Regions from separate parts of the Arachis hypogaea genome. Here region 1 is linked to region 2. Evidence: chromatin contacts called from public Hi-C data. All regions are on one chromosome and are shown on one strand. Each heading gives the region's core, a stretch centred on a gene start, on an enhancer-like site or on the middle of the called end of the contact. The rest is flanking DNA. Distances are from core to core; before and after follow the strand shown. Region 1 has its middle 5.8 kb from the start of LOC140175157. Region 2 has its middle 11 kb from the start of LOC112711157.

Evidence for each region. Hi-C and Micro-C count contacts between places; a contact is called where the count stands out from the background.
Region 1: a Hi-C map of leaf shows a contact between it and region 2, with 4 times the contacts expected there. The contact joins two enhancer-like sites. A contact is called at or near these places in 2 of 8 Hi-C or Micro-C datasets (both in leaf).

What each region holds. Positions count from the first base shown.
Region 1 is chr9:86,219,277-86,226,003 of arahy.Tifrunner.gnm2.J5K5, reverse strand. No RefSeq gene overlaps it. Among protein-coding and RNA genes, the nearest start is that of LOC140175157, 5.8 kb to the right of the region's middle. Within about 2 kb of position 2,848, at least 2 of the 3 cell types and tissues checked have open chromatin away from gene starts, as enhancers often do.
Region 2 is chr9:86,032,896-86,038,818 of arahy.Tifrunner.gnm2.J5K5, reverse strand. No RefSeq gene overlaps it. Among protein-coding and RNA genes, the nearest start is that of LOC112711157, 11 kb to the right of the region's middle. Within about 2 kb of position 3,443, at least 1 of the 3 cell types and tissues checked has open chromatin away from gene starts, as enhancers often do.

The DNA of each region.
Region 1 (6,727 bases), core at 1,599-4,098, 190 kb before region 2:
TGCCCTGTAACATTATCCATCAACAAATTTTATTGTATTGAACTTTCCAGTTGTTTAACAAAAAAAAATAGTTTACATTAGTGACACCCATTACGCAAGATATATTAAAACTTTAGCCGTACAAAATTTATTAGTTTTCTCCCTAATTAGACTGTCATTGCAGAATATAGACATAGTGATATTTAGGAAAGTACATTATATAAATTGTAAGCCTAGTGTCTATAATTAAGTAGACCATTGAATTAAATTGTATGTTGCCCGTGTCAAGAAATAGTAAATCTCATCTTATTCACATAAATGCTTCTATTTAATTAATAAGGGAAATTGATCATAAACCTTTCATCTTAGTAGCAAGGTTTGGAAGTTAGATAGTAAAGTACATGTCCATTATTATTTCAAAACCGAAAATAGGTAAATCCCCATTACTTCCTAACCTAATATTTTAATTTATGAATAATAAGATGGACTTGGGAAAGAATTTGAATAATTTGTTTCCTTGTGTTAATAGATTTTGTTGATAGATAATTGTTCATACCATTATTTAAATAATTGAAGTCGTACTAACTTTAATTTCCATGTAATAAAGAAAAATATTAAATAATGTAGATAATAAATATATCGAATGGTTATCTTAATATTAAAATTTAGATAGATAATTTAAGGAGGTAGTGTATTTTTATTTTATTGGACTAATTTTAAAATTCAACCATTTTTAAAAAATTTAGAATTTAGATTATAATTTAGAATATAAAATTTAACTTTAATATTAATAAAATTATTTTTTTAACTTTAATTTTTAGAGAATTTAGGATTTACGATTATAATTTAGAATATAAAATTTAAAATTTAATATTAAAAATTAAAAAGAAAATTAACTCATATGTTTGAAAAAAATTGGTTCTCTAATTAAAATTATAATAATAAATTAATAATACAAGTATATATATATTGTAAGCAACTTAATTAGTTTAACCTAGAATGAATAAAAAAGAATGTGATGGAGACCTACCAAGGACTTTGAAGTTCCTAACTTTTAAGGTTTTTCCTAATTGAAGCTGTTTAAACCATAGGGTGGCTATCTATACTTTTAGTTACGTTTTTGGTTTCATTTGATTAATAATTATTGCCTCATTTAATAATAGTATTTATTTTCATAGGAGTTGAGACCTATATATATTATATTATATAGTACTAAATTAAAACATTAACAAAAGGACCTATGTGTAATAAGGGAACTTTGGGATTAGTAACATATGGGTTGTGAATTTAATGCAATGGATATTACACAAATGAATAGGAACCAAGCAATGACCTAGATGTAACTTTTGTTGTATACTACTGTGCATTATTATTGCCATTTTCTCAGGTATGTATATATGCTTAAGCACAAAGCAAAAGAGAAGATTTATTAACCATAACTAATAACTAATAAATGACGTATAAAATGTACACTAATAATGTCAGTTAGGCTAGGCTCCATACCCTAATAAGCTATGCTCTTATTAATTCAAAGTTCATTTATTAGCTGTCTTTTAATTATATATTGTCTAAAATATTTTAGATCAATGAAGTTCTTAATAAATAAATCTCTGGTCAATTTGACATGAGAACATCATTTTATTTAAATAAATAAAAACATATAAGTTTCTAATCAATTTAAAAAGGAGTGTTAGAGGATTAGTAATTTTTATGATTTGTAGTTATTAAATAATTATCAATAATAATTTTTATGGTGTGAGATTTCATCCAATTATTAGAAATTACTTATTTTTCTTTTGTTGATTATATACTAGTCATAATTTAATAAAATTACTGACCCTAAATTTTTTCAAAATCTTTCTTCAATTTGAATTTAGAAACAAATCGATCTCTATTCATTTTATATTAATATTTAATATTCAACTTGGCATGTTAATGTGACACATTAATAACTTTAGTTAAGATAATGGTGATACTAATAAAAAGGTCATATTATTTTACAAAAATCTGGACCAAACTAAACCTTTTTTTTTTTGTTAAAAATCGTATTGTTGTTTGGAAAAAAAAAACAAAATTTGAATTGATACTTCACCCTATTCACAATAATACAATATATAATTAGGAAGATGGTGATGAAGTTGGAATTCTAAGGCTTAGGTTCAAGGGAGTTGAACTACAAATAAACTTTGTTGGCCAAATTGTGGTTTTGGCAGTGAATAGTCAAAAGGATTCTGTAAGTGAACATAATTATAACCTCTTTTCCCCCATCATTTTCTACAGAGCTGTGTTCAGCCACCACCGAACTGTGGGGTTTAATTTGAATGAATGAGGGATAAAAAAGGGGATAATTTAATTTTATGTATATGTTTGGACCACTGCTTTTGTTATATAAATCATGAAAGAGCTAAATATAATGTAATGTCATATGCATGCTTTATTGCATGCTCGTGCAATATTAATTATGGGAACAAAAATTGTCCTCAAGCAGCTGCTACTTTAGATAAGATCAATAATGTACTATATAATATAACAAGTGCTTTTCATATATACCATCTAATTTTCGTTATTAATGTTTATGCAAAAAGTCTAAAAGCCCTGTCGTCCTTCACCCCTCTCACACTCTTCTAGCCTTAGTTGTTATATTTGCTAACCTCAATCAAAGTGTTAATAATAATAATAATAATTTATAATTTATCTTGGACTAGCAAGACACATTATGAATATTGGTATTATGATTTTTTTCCTTCCATAAAATTAAACTAACTAGTCCAAAATATTTGCGAATTTCCAGCTTTATATCACATCACTAATTGAAGAGGGAATTGATATCTCTCGTGTCCTTATCTTATCCATAATTGTCTTATATATGTGAGGGGTGGGGTACTATATATGGTAATTAACTTTAATCATAATTCATAAAATTTTGCAACATAAAAGTGAAGTGGTTTACAAACCAAGAGGCATTAATTAGTTTGGAGAAGTACTATTTTAATCACAAGTTACAAAAATGAAAGTAAAATAAATGAAATAACGAAATTGTGGATAACAATCACACACATTTTTATATTCCAGATACCGAACACACTGGTGGATGGGCATGGCTAATTTAATAATTTTGCGCAAATGATTGAGATAACTTTAACATCTATTAAAAATCATTGAAACCGAAGATTGAGGTGCTCCTAATCTAAATTTCCATCACCTAATTAAAAATTTGGACAATACCATGGTGAAGAGTATAATTTTGATAAAAAATTAAAATTACTTTTTAATAAAAAATTTTATTCTTGACTCAATTTTATTATTCACCAAAAATTTTTAAAACATTCAATTCGTCCGGTACACTTTTCTTCTCAATATTTTTACTTTGGTATCCAAATTAAAATAAAAAATTAAATTATAAACAAAATAAAATATCTATAGTTTGAAATCGTATCTTTTTTTAATTCCCATAAAACTATATAATAAATGAGCTAATTATATATCTCTAATTAAAAATCAGAGTTTGTTCAATTGCTTTCAATTATTCAAGACATAAATTAATACTATGTATGTTGATTTTTTCAATACTCAAATGACACCTCACAACAATTGATTTTTGAAGTGAAAATAATCAACCTTGTCTAGAAACTTCGTTCAAGGTCAATTTAATGTTGTATATATAATTGACATAACCACCCCACATGAAATAGACTAATAACATGATAAAGATAAGTGAACCAATTTCATAAAAGTATTAAATAGAAGAGCCTCAAGCTTAATATACTGGGTCAAATTGCAACATTATTCCATGTACAAATAAACTCTTCATTTTTATTTTTTTAAATATCTATAATTTTATTAAATTTATAATTAAACTTTTATAACTTAAAAAATTTTAATTAAATCTTTATACTATTTTAAATTTTATAATTAGATCGTTGATATACTAAAATATTTAAAAAAATTTAGAATATTCAGCTTTAAGAATTTAATTTTTAAAAATAAATATTTTTAATTTATAAAAAAATATTTTAGTAATTCTATTATTTTTTACGATAATAATCTAATTGTAACATTTAAAATAGTGTAGAGATTTAATTAAAATTTTTAAATTATAGAAAGTTTTTTAAATTTGATAAAACATGGAGAGAGTTTAAGTTAATAAATTTAACAATAAGCAGAATGTTGGATTAAAAAAAATTAAAGAAAATCCACTAGATAATGATGATGTGCACATTATGACAAATTAGAAGCTTATTAGCCAAAAGACTTGATTAGATAATTAATTAATTAATTTCTATGTGCTTGACAGTGCAAAAACTTGGTTATCCTATCATCAAATCTAAGTAGCACTGAGAGTAGCCGAAAAGGTAGCCACATAAACATACATAATATCAGTTTCATAGAGCAATTCTGGTCTCTCTCAATTATGACATGACCACTGCTGTGGTATATTCCCAGTACCACAACATAGATTCCCAAATGAGAAATTAAATCATTTTGGTGCTCCAATAATTTTGTAAATTGTTTCAATTTATTACTTTTAATTAAATTTTTTATACCATTTTTCTTATAGTACATATTGTAAGTATAATATCCACAACTTACTTGGTCCTAGAATCACTCACTCATATAAATGACGCTATCATATTTTCATTTTTCAAACTCACTAACACTCATAAAACAAAGGAGAGAATTTCAAAACATACTCATTTTTATTATGGAACACATATACAATACACAAGGCATATGTGCCTTTATATAGGCAATGCTTCCTACTAAAATAATAATTTATGAATCACAAATCAATTTTGTAATGACTACCATGCTATGAGTTGTCTTCATGAATCTTCCTTCAACTTATATTTATGTAGTTTCTATAATCTTCTAATTTAGGTTGCTTGGTCTTCAATTTCAATTCAATTTGATTTTGAATTTCTTCAATGTTGTAAAATGTTGTAATTGTACTATTCTCTTGAATGTTCTTCAAAAATCTTCAAGCTTCTAATATGTTAGCTTCTAGCAATATCTAGCAAATTGATGATTATTGTATTCAACTAAAACTTTGCTTCTTCTTTGACCATTTTGACTTCAAAAACACTTCATGAAAATTCTAGTAATGCAAGTTGATTTATAATGAATTAACATTGCCTCCCTTAAATCAAGCTTACAGAATTAATCATTCCAAGCATCTTCTTCAATTTGTAAAATAACTCTGTCTTCAATGGCTTTGTAAAGATATCTGCAACTTGTTCTTCAGTTGGACAGTACTCGATCACAACTTCTTTTTCATTCACCAACTCTCTGATTTTGTGAAATCGAATATCAATATGCTTCGATCTTCCATGGAATACTGGATTTTTGCAAAGTGCAATAGCTGACTTGTTATCGCAAAATATTGTTGTTGGAGTATTTTGTTTCTCGTTCAATTCCTCAAGAATTCTTCTTTGCCAAACTGCTTGTGTTGCATAACTTGATGCTGCTATATATTCTGCTTCTACTGTAGAGAGAGCCACTACTGGTTGTTTCTTTGAAGACCAAGAAATTGCACCAGAACCAAGATGAAATACGAACACTGAAGTACTTTTTCTTGTTTCTATATCTGCAGCCCAATCACTATCAGTGTAACCGACAAGATTCACTTCAGTAGTATTTTCATAATAAATACCATCATTTAAAGTACCTTTGATATATCGAAGAATTCTTTTTGCGCTTGGAAATGGTTGGTACAAGGTTCTCCCATGAATCTGCTAAGCAAACCAACTCCAAACACAATATCTGGTCTAGTCGCAGTCAAGTACCTTAGACTTCCAATCAAGCTTTTGTAGTATGTGGGATTTACTGCTCTTCCTTTATCTTCTCTCAACAATTTGAACTTCTCTTCGACTGGAGTAGAAACTGGTTTTGAGTGCTCCATTTGAAATTTCTTCAAAATATCATTTGCATATTTCTTCTGATAAATGAAAATTCCATCATCCTTTTGAACCACTTCAATACCAAGAAAGTAAGACATCAAGCCCATATCTGTCATTTCAAAGTGCTTTATCATAGCCTCCTTGAATTCTACAATTATCTTCAAATTGTTGTCAGTAAAGATTAAATCATCAACATAAAGACACACGATCAAGATATCTCCAGGTTCAACAAACTTGATATAAAGAGTATGCTCAAACGGACATCTTCTGAAACCATTCTCAATGAAATAAGAATCAATCTTCTTGTACCATGCTCTTGGTGCTTGCTTTAACCCGTACAAAGCTTTCTTCAATTTATAAACTTTATCTTCTTTTCCAAGAACTTCATATCCTGTAGGTTGCTCAACATACACTTCTTCTTCTAAAGTGCCATTTAGAAATGCAGACTTAACATCCATTTGATGTATCTTCCACTTATTTTGAGCCGAGAGTGAAATAATCATACGAATAGTGTCTAACCTAGCAATAGGAGCAAATACTTCAAAATAATCGATACCTGGTTTTTGTTTGTATCATTTTGCAACTAATCTTGCTTTGAAACGATCAACTTCACCACTGGATTTGTACTTAGTCTTGTAAACCCATCCACTTTACTCCAATCGGCTTCTTATCTGCTGGTAAATCTGTTAGCTCCCATGTGTCATTCTTTTCAATGGCATGAATCTCCTCATCTATTGCTTTCTTCCAATTGTTATCTCTAGAGGCTTCTTCAAAGTTTAACGACTCACAATCTGAAAATAGAGCAAAATTTATGATTTCTTCATTGGATTGATCGTTATCATTGCCAACCT
Region 2 (5,923 bases), core at 2,194-4,693:
TCTAGGTATTTCTTTTTCCATTGATATCCTAATATCCTCTATGCTTCGACTGCTTACATAAGATTTGGCTTATTTTACTGGTAAATTTATCAGAAGCTCTCATGTCATATTCATGTTTTTAAAGTCTTATTCTTTTACCATGTCTTATTTTCATTACTTATTTTTTTTTTGTTAGGTTACATAGCATACAACTTTGTCTTTGATGCACAGTTTGAGATCTTTGTTAACAAAGTGAAATGGTGGCGGTGAACATGGAGCAATGAGAGGTAGTAGAGCTCAAGCTCAACGTCATAATGTGGAGAAATTTAAGAAAAGAGAAAAACTTAAAAGAAGAACAAGAGAAGTCAAAAGTAGTATGCCACAGAAGAGTGGTCAAAATAAGAAGAGTGCGGAACAAGATACTGTTGAGAAAGTAAGAGGGGGAGACAGAAGAAGAGAAGAGAAGAGGGTGTTAGTGAAGGACAGAGATTGCAGAAGGCTAGAGTTGGTGGTGGTATTGCTGAAACTGAAGCTGTAAAAGCAAACAAGAACAAGGAACAAAGTTGTAATTTGTTCAATCAATAATAGTGATTTATAGTTTTCAGATCCATTTAGTTTCAGTTTTAAATGGTTTGTAATCGTTCACTTTGCTGCAATTTTTTTTATTTGAAATTTAATTTTTGTAGGAATTTTAAATCGTCACAAAAATTTCAAAAAATCGCCAAAATATCAATTCAAAATTTTCACAAAGCAGACAAAGAACTGCCACTAAATTTTATCGTGAGGGTTTTGTAAAACTGCCACAAATAAGTTCGTAGCACCTCAAATTTTGGAAGTTTAAAAAACTCCCACAAACCTTTTTGTAGGAGTTTCAAATCGTCACAAACTAAGAAAAAAACTACCACAAATCCACTTAAATCTTGTAGTGATATTAGTTTTCTAGAAGTAGTGATATGCGAACAAACAAATCACTACTTGTTCAAATTGTCATGATATCAAGTTGATCAATTTGATCTTGTCACATTGTCATCTTGTACAATTTTATAATTTTATCAAAAAGTTATATGACAAATTGATAAATATCAAGTTTAATATTATCATTATGTACAACTTGTTTTCAACACATAATTAAGTAACAACTCATTCTTTGATTAAGTCTAAAATTATGACTAAGTTAATTTATCCAATTTTAATTTTGGTCAAAATTACCACTAAATATTCTAAACTTTCATATGTAAGTTATGTATGCATATCATCTTTAAGTTGATCAAGTTGTAATATTATACTTAGACTTTAGTTAAAGTTTTATAATATTTTTTAATTTTTTTTAAACTTTAACTTACTCCACTTGTACTATTTGGTACTTCTAACTATTTTTATTGACTTCAAAATTTTGTTTTTCACTTTCCCAGTGACACTCAATATGTACTTAATTTGATACATTATTAAGACTCAAGAATTTCTGAAAAATGAGTCGTGGTATTGGCATAGGAATTTACTTGTGAGAAGTATAATATAACCCTATAAAAATATTGAACAATCTCTCATTTAATTTGATTTCAAGGATCATGAGTTTTAGAGATTGGAGTTTTTTCAAAAAAAAATGAAAAATAATCTAAAAATATATTTGTTTTTTATTAAAAAAATTGGTCTTTATCTTTAAATATTACAGAAATTAATTATTTTAGTAATTTTAATACTAAATATTATTTTTATTAATTAAATCTCTCTAACATTTCTTTAGAGTATTTTTCCATTTATATAACTATTACAACTTATTCTTTCATTTGCATCAACTTACCAGCAGAAAAAAGAATAACAAAAATATAGTAAAATATTTTAAAGGAATATATAGGAGAACGGTAGGTAATTTTCATGCATCAAATTCTTTTTGGGACTTCTTGTTTTCAATTTTCTTTATCATTTAGGCCAAAGTTAGCTTTCTATTATTATTATTTTCATTTCTTTCAATTCTCTTCTTTATTAATAACAACAAACGTACCTCTTTTAACTATTGCGTAGGAAGATCATATGTCATATTTTCCATGGAATAGGTCAAAGATCAATCAAAGTAAAACTAACATGAATCCTCAGTGAACTTCTATGGCGCTTTCATGACTTCATTAATTTTCACAAAAAGAAAAACTTTCATATTTTAATTATTTCATTTTTCTCATCACTAAAATAAAATCACACCCTTAATAACACCAAAATAAGCACTGATGTCACAATAGATTGAAATCTTTTGCTTCCCCTTGCAATCTATTGGTAGGTTGACCTTCTCCAATATATAGATAAATCACAAATTATTTTTTTTTGGCACATCTATCTTTTTAAACTTAAAAAGTGCCTATTTTCCCATATAACAAGAAAAAATAATTTAGAATAGAAAACATAAATATATCTGACCTTAATTTTAAAATGAATAGAAAGAGAATTCGCATCGTTAAATAATTTATTAGATAATCAAAATTCGTAAAGATTATTTAATTTTTTGTAGAATTACTTGCAGCGTCTTATTTTTGAGCAAGACACTGTAAAAATAATTCTTAAGAAAATTATTGAAGACAATTAAATCTGGTCGCTTTAAATTACAAGCTTTATGAATTCTTTCATTACTATATATATAGACTATTTGAATTATTTTTTGATGCTATATATATAAATATATTGAATAAATTATATTAGAGTTGAAATTTAGTGGTCTATGTGAAATTTATAATACATATACCTCCTTCACACTCAGAAATAATGGTTTGGAGTGTGAATATTTATAGATAGGTGACCTAATAATATTAGATCAGATAGATTCTAATACCATATTAAAATTAAAATTGAATGAAACTAACTCAACTACAAAAAATGGCTCATGAGGTAAATGATATGTCTCACACTTAAAACTCTTTAAAAATTTTATTCATGAAAAATGTAAAATTATAATAAATTATAATATTTCCTAATTTTATTTGAGAATGCACGTGAGAGCAAAAAATAAGCATTATGTAATAAAATAAAATACTGTTTTAGCTTCTTCTATTTGAGCAAAAATAAGCATTATGTAATAAAATATATAATAAAATATATAATAGTTCTAAAACCAATCATTCCAATTATGCTGGCTCAATCTTCATTTATTAAACAATGTTTTGATCTCATCTTTTTATTACATTATATAGCTATGGCTTTCCATATTCAATTAATCAAATCATAATTAAATAGTATGATTGATATTATTATTCTTTTAGGTATAATGTATTTGTTGTGAAGATAAGTAACACACCACATTCAAATATGTGGACTATGATCATGATAATAAAATAGCCAAGAAGTTTGTATTTGTTTTTATCAATTGCAACAAAAGTTGGTGCCTCATCAATAATACTCTAAATTCTTTTCTAGGTTAATATATAAAAAATAGAGATGATGATTGATGAGGACATAAAGTGTATGATAAGGAAGGGCATACAAGGCATAATGCCTAAGACCCCATTACCCTTCTCCTAACCTATGACTCTATTCTATAGTCACTAAAACCAAAACCGTTCTTGTCTTTGCGTTTTGTGGTTTTACCATTTCAAAAAGCTTAAAAAGGCTAAGGCTTCACATTAACGTTGTTACCTTTATTTGGTTTGGGCTCTATATAGATTATTGTGCTCAAATAATGGCACAACTGAAACTGTTCCATGATGATGTTAAACACACATGGGGTTGAAAGAGTCATGGATGATGATGAATCTATGTGCTACTCAATGTTTCCTCTTTTCTTTTCTTTTTAACAATAAAAAAATCTCACATAATAATGATGATGCTATATTTATGGATTTCACAAAAATAAAATGTTACATCAAAAAATCAATATATATTTTTCTTAGATGATTTTAGTAACCACCCGTTTGAATCAATAATGCAAGTAAGAGATTTTATTTTAACCTTAGCAAAAGGGAACAACTTTCTCACGTGTGATGATCAGAATTTTCAGGTTCTCTATGATTTTTAAGATATTTTTACTAACTGAAACGAAGTTGGGATTACCTTGATGACTATATAGGAAGTTATGTCATTTGTCAGTGACCATAATAATTTATTTATTTATTTTGGGGGGTAGAGTAAGAGTAGCTGGTGTTATATGGTTCTTTCAAGTTTTAAAGTCACCTTCATTCACAAATATATCATTTTCTCCCAACTTGCATTTTGTAAAGGTGGGTCCACTAAATTATGAAGTTTGGAGCCCATTCTTTTTTGGGTTGATAACAGTATTGGAAAGTTTTCAAGTATACCATTATATCGATATTTCAGTGATTTTTAATTATTGATTTTAATTATAAAAAATATATAATTAAGATCAACGTTTAAAAATTACTAAAACATTAATATACCATTATATTTGAGAATTTTTAAATAATATTTTGGATTAGTTTTTAATTTAGGATTTGAAAAATTCAACCATGACAAAATGGTTTCTAAAAAATATTATCGACAAAATAGTTTTTGAATAATTTAAAAATACGATATAAAAATCAATAAATATTATATTTTTTATAAATAATAAAAAATTTAATATTTAGCAAATAACTTATCCATTAGATCTAAATATTTGCAGCAATATTTGAATAAATATTTAAAAGGTGCATAAAAAAATTCGGAGCAAAATTTGATCTCTATTTTTTTAAAAAAAATGCCATTATTCAAAATATTTTTTTAAAAAGAATTTATTTGATAGAAAAATTGCCAAATTTTAAAAATGAAAAGATCTTTTTTTAATCATAATTGTAAAAATTTGCATCAAAATTTAATTTTTAAAATTATTTTTTAGAATATATATTTAATATTTAATTTTTTTGTCGTCTTTTTAAATTTTTCGGAGATTTATTTGTGCCTAGCATATTTTAGAATTCGTTTTGTTAGATACAAACTTTCGAGTACCATTTTAATAGTTTACTCTAATATTGCTTTAGAGTTGTGGACGATTGAAATGTTAACCTCAAATGTGACACTATTTAAAATATAGAAATCAGAATATAAAAATTAAATTCTCTAATTTTATTTTTTTTATAATTTTAAAAAATATCAAAAATTATAATATTAAAATATACCCTGGTCTCACTTTTGATATGAAAAGAAAAATAGCCCTTTGGAGACTCCAATCAACTATATTGGCAATCTGTGTGGTAAGTTCAAAGCCATTTTTTTTTTTTTTGGTATTAAGTTCAAAGCCACTTTACTCTCTGGTTTCAATTGACTGCACTACTTGGATGCTTCTTAGTCTCACACTAATACCAATATTTTAGTTTGGACTTTGGATAATTGGATGTGGTCAAATTTATGGTATGTTTTTTTTTTATTTTCGCCCCTTTTTTAGATAATAATATCTTTCAAAAAAATTTTAAATACAAAAAAGGTAGTGTTATTTTTTGATATGTAGAAATGCCTAGTGTTATATTTACAAAATATAAAAGAATTGGAGTTATTATTACTTCTTTTTAAAATGTATTATCACCCATTTTAGAATAGAAACATATATATTTTTAAATAAATAAAATATTATTTTTATTCATAAAAGATAAAAGAAATGACAAAATTATAAAAAAGTATTAAATTCACATTGATCTTAGGAAAAAATAACCCGGTGCAAGTGCAATTAAACCATTGTTTTTATGACGGAGATCTAAAAAGTGCATCATCAGTTAATTTCATAATTTAAACTCGTGATCTTAAAGTCTCATAAGAACAATTAAACCATTGTTTTTAAGGCTCTTTTTGTTAGTATATAGTTATATAATTATTCACATATCTTCTTCTATTCTTCTATCGGTTTAATCTTTTGAGAAAACTGATTTTATAATATAGTATCATAACTTCTATATAAAAAAAATCTAGAATTCGATCAGTTAATAAAAAAAAAGAATTCTAGTATAAAATAAATAAAAAAAATATATGCAAAAAA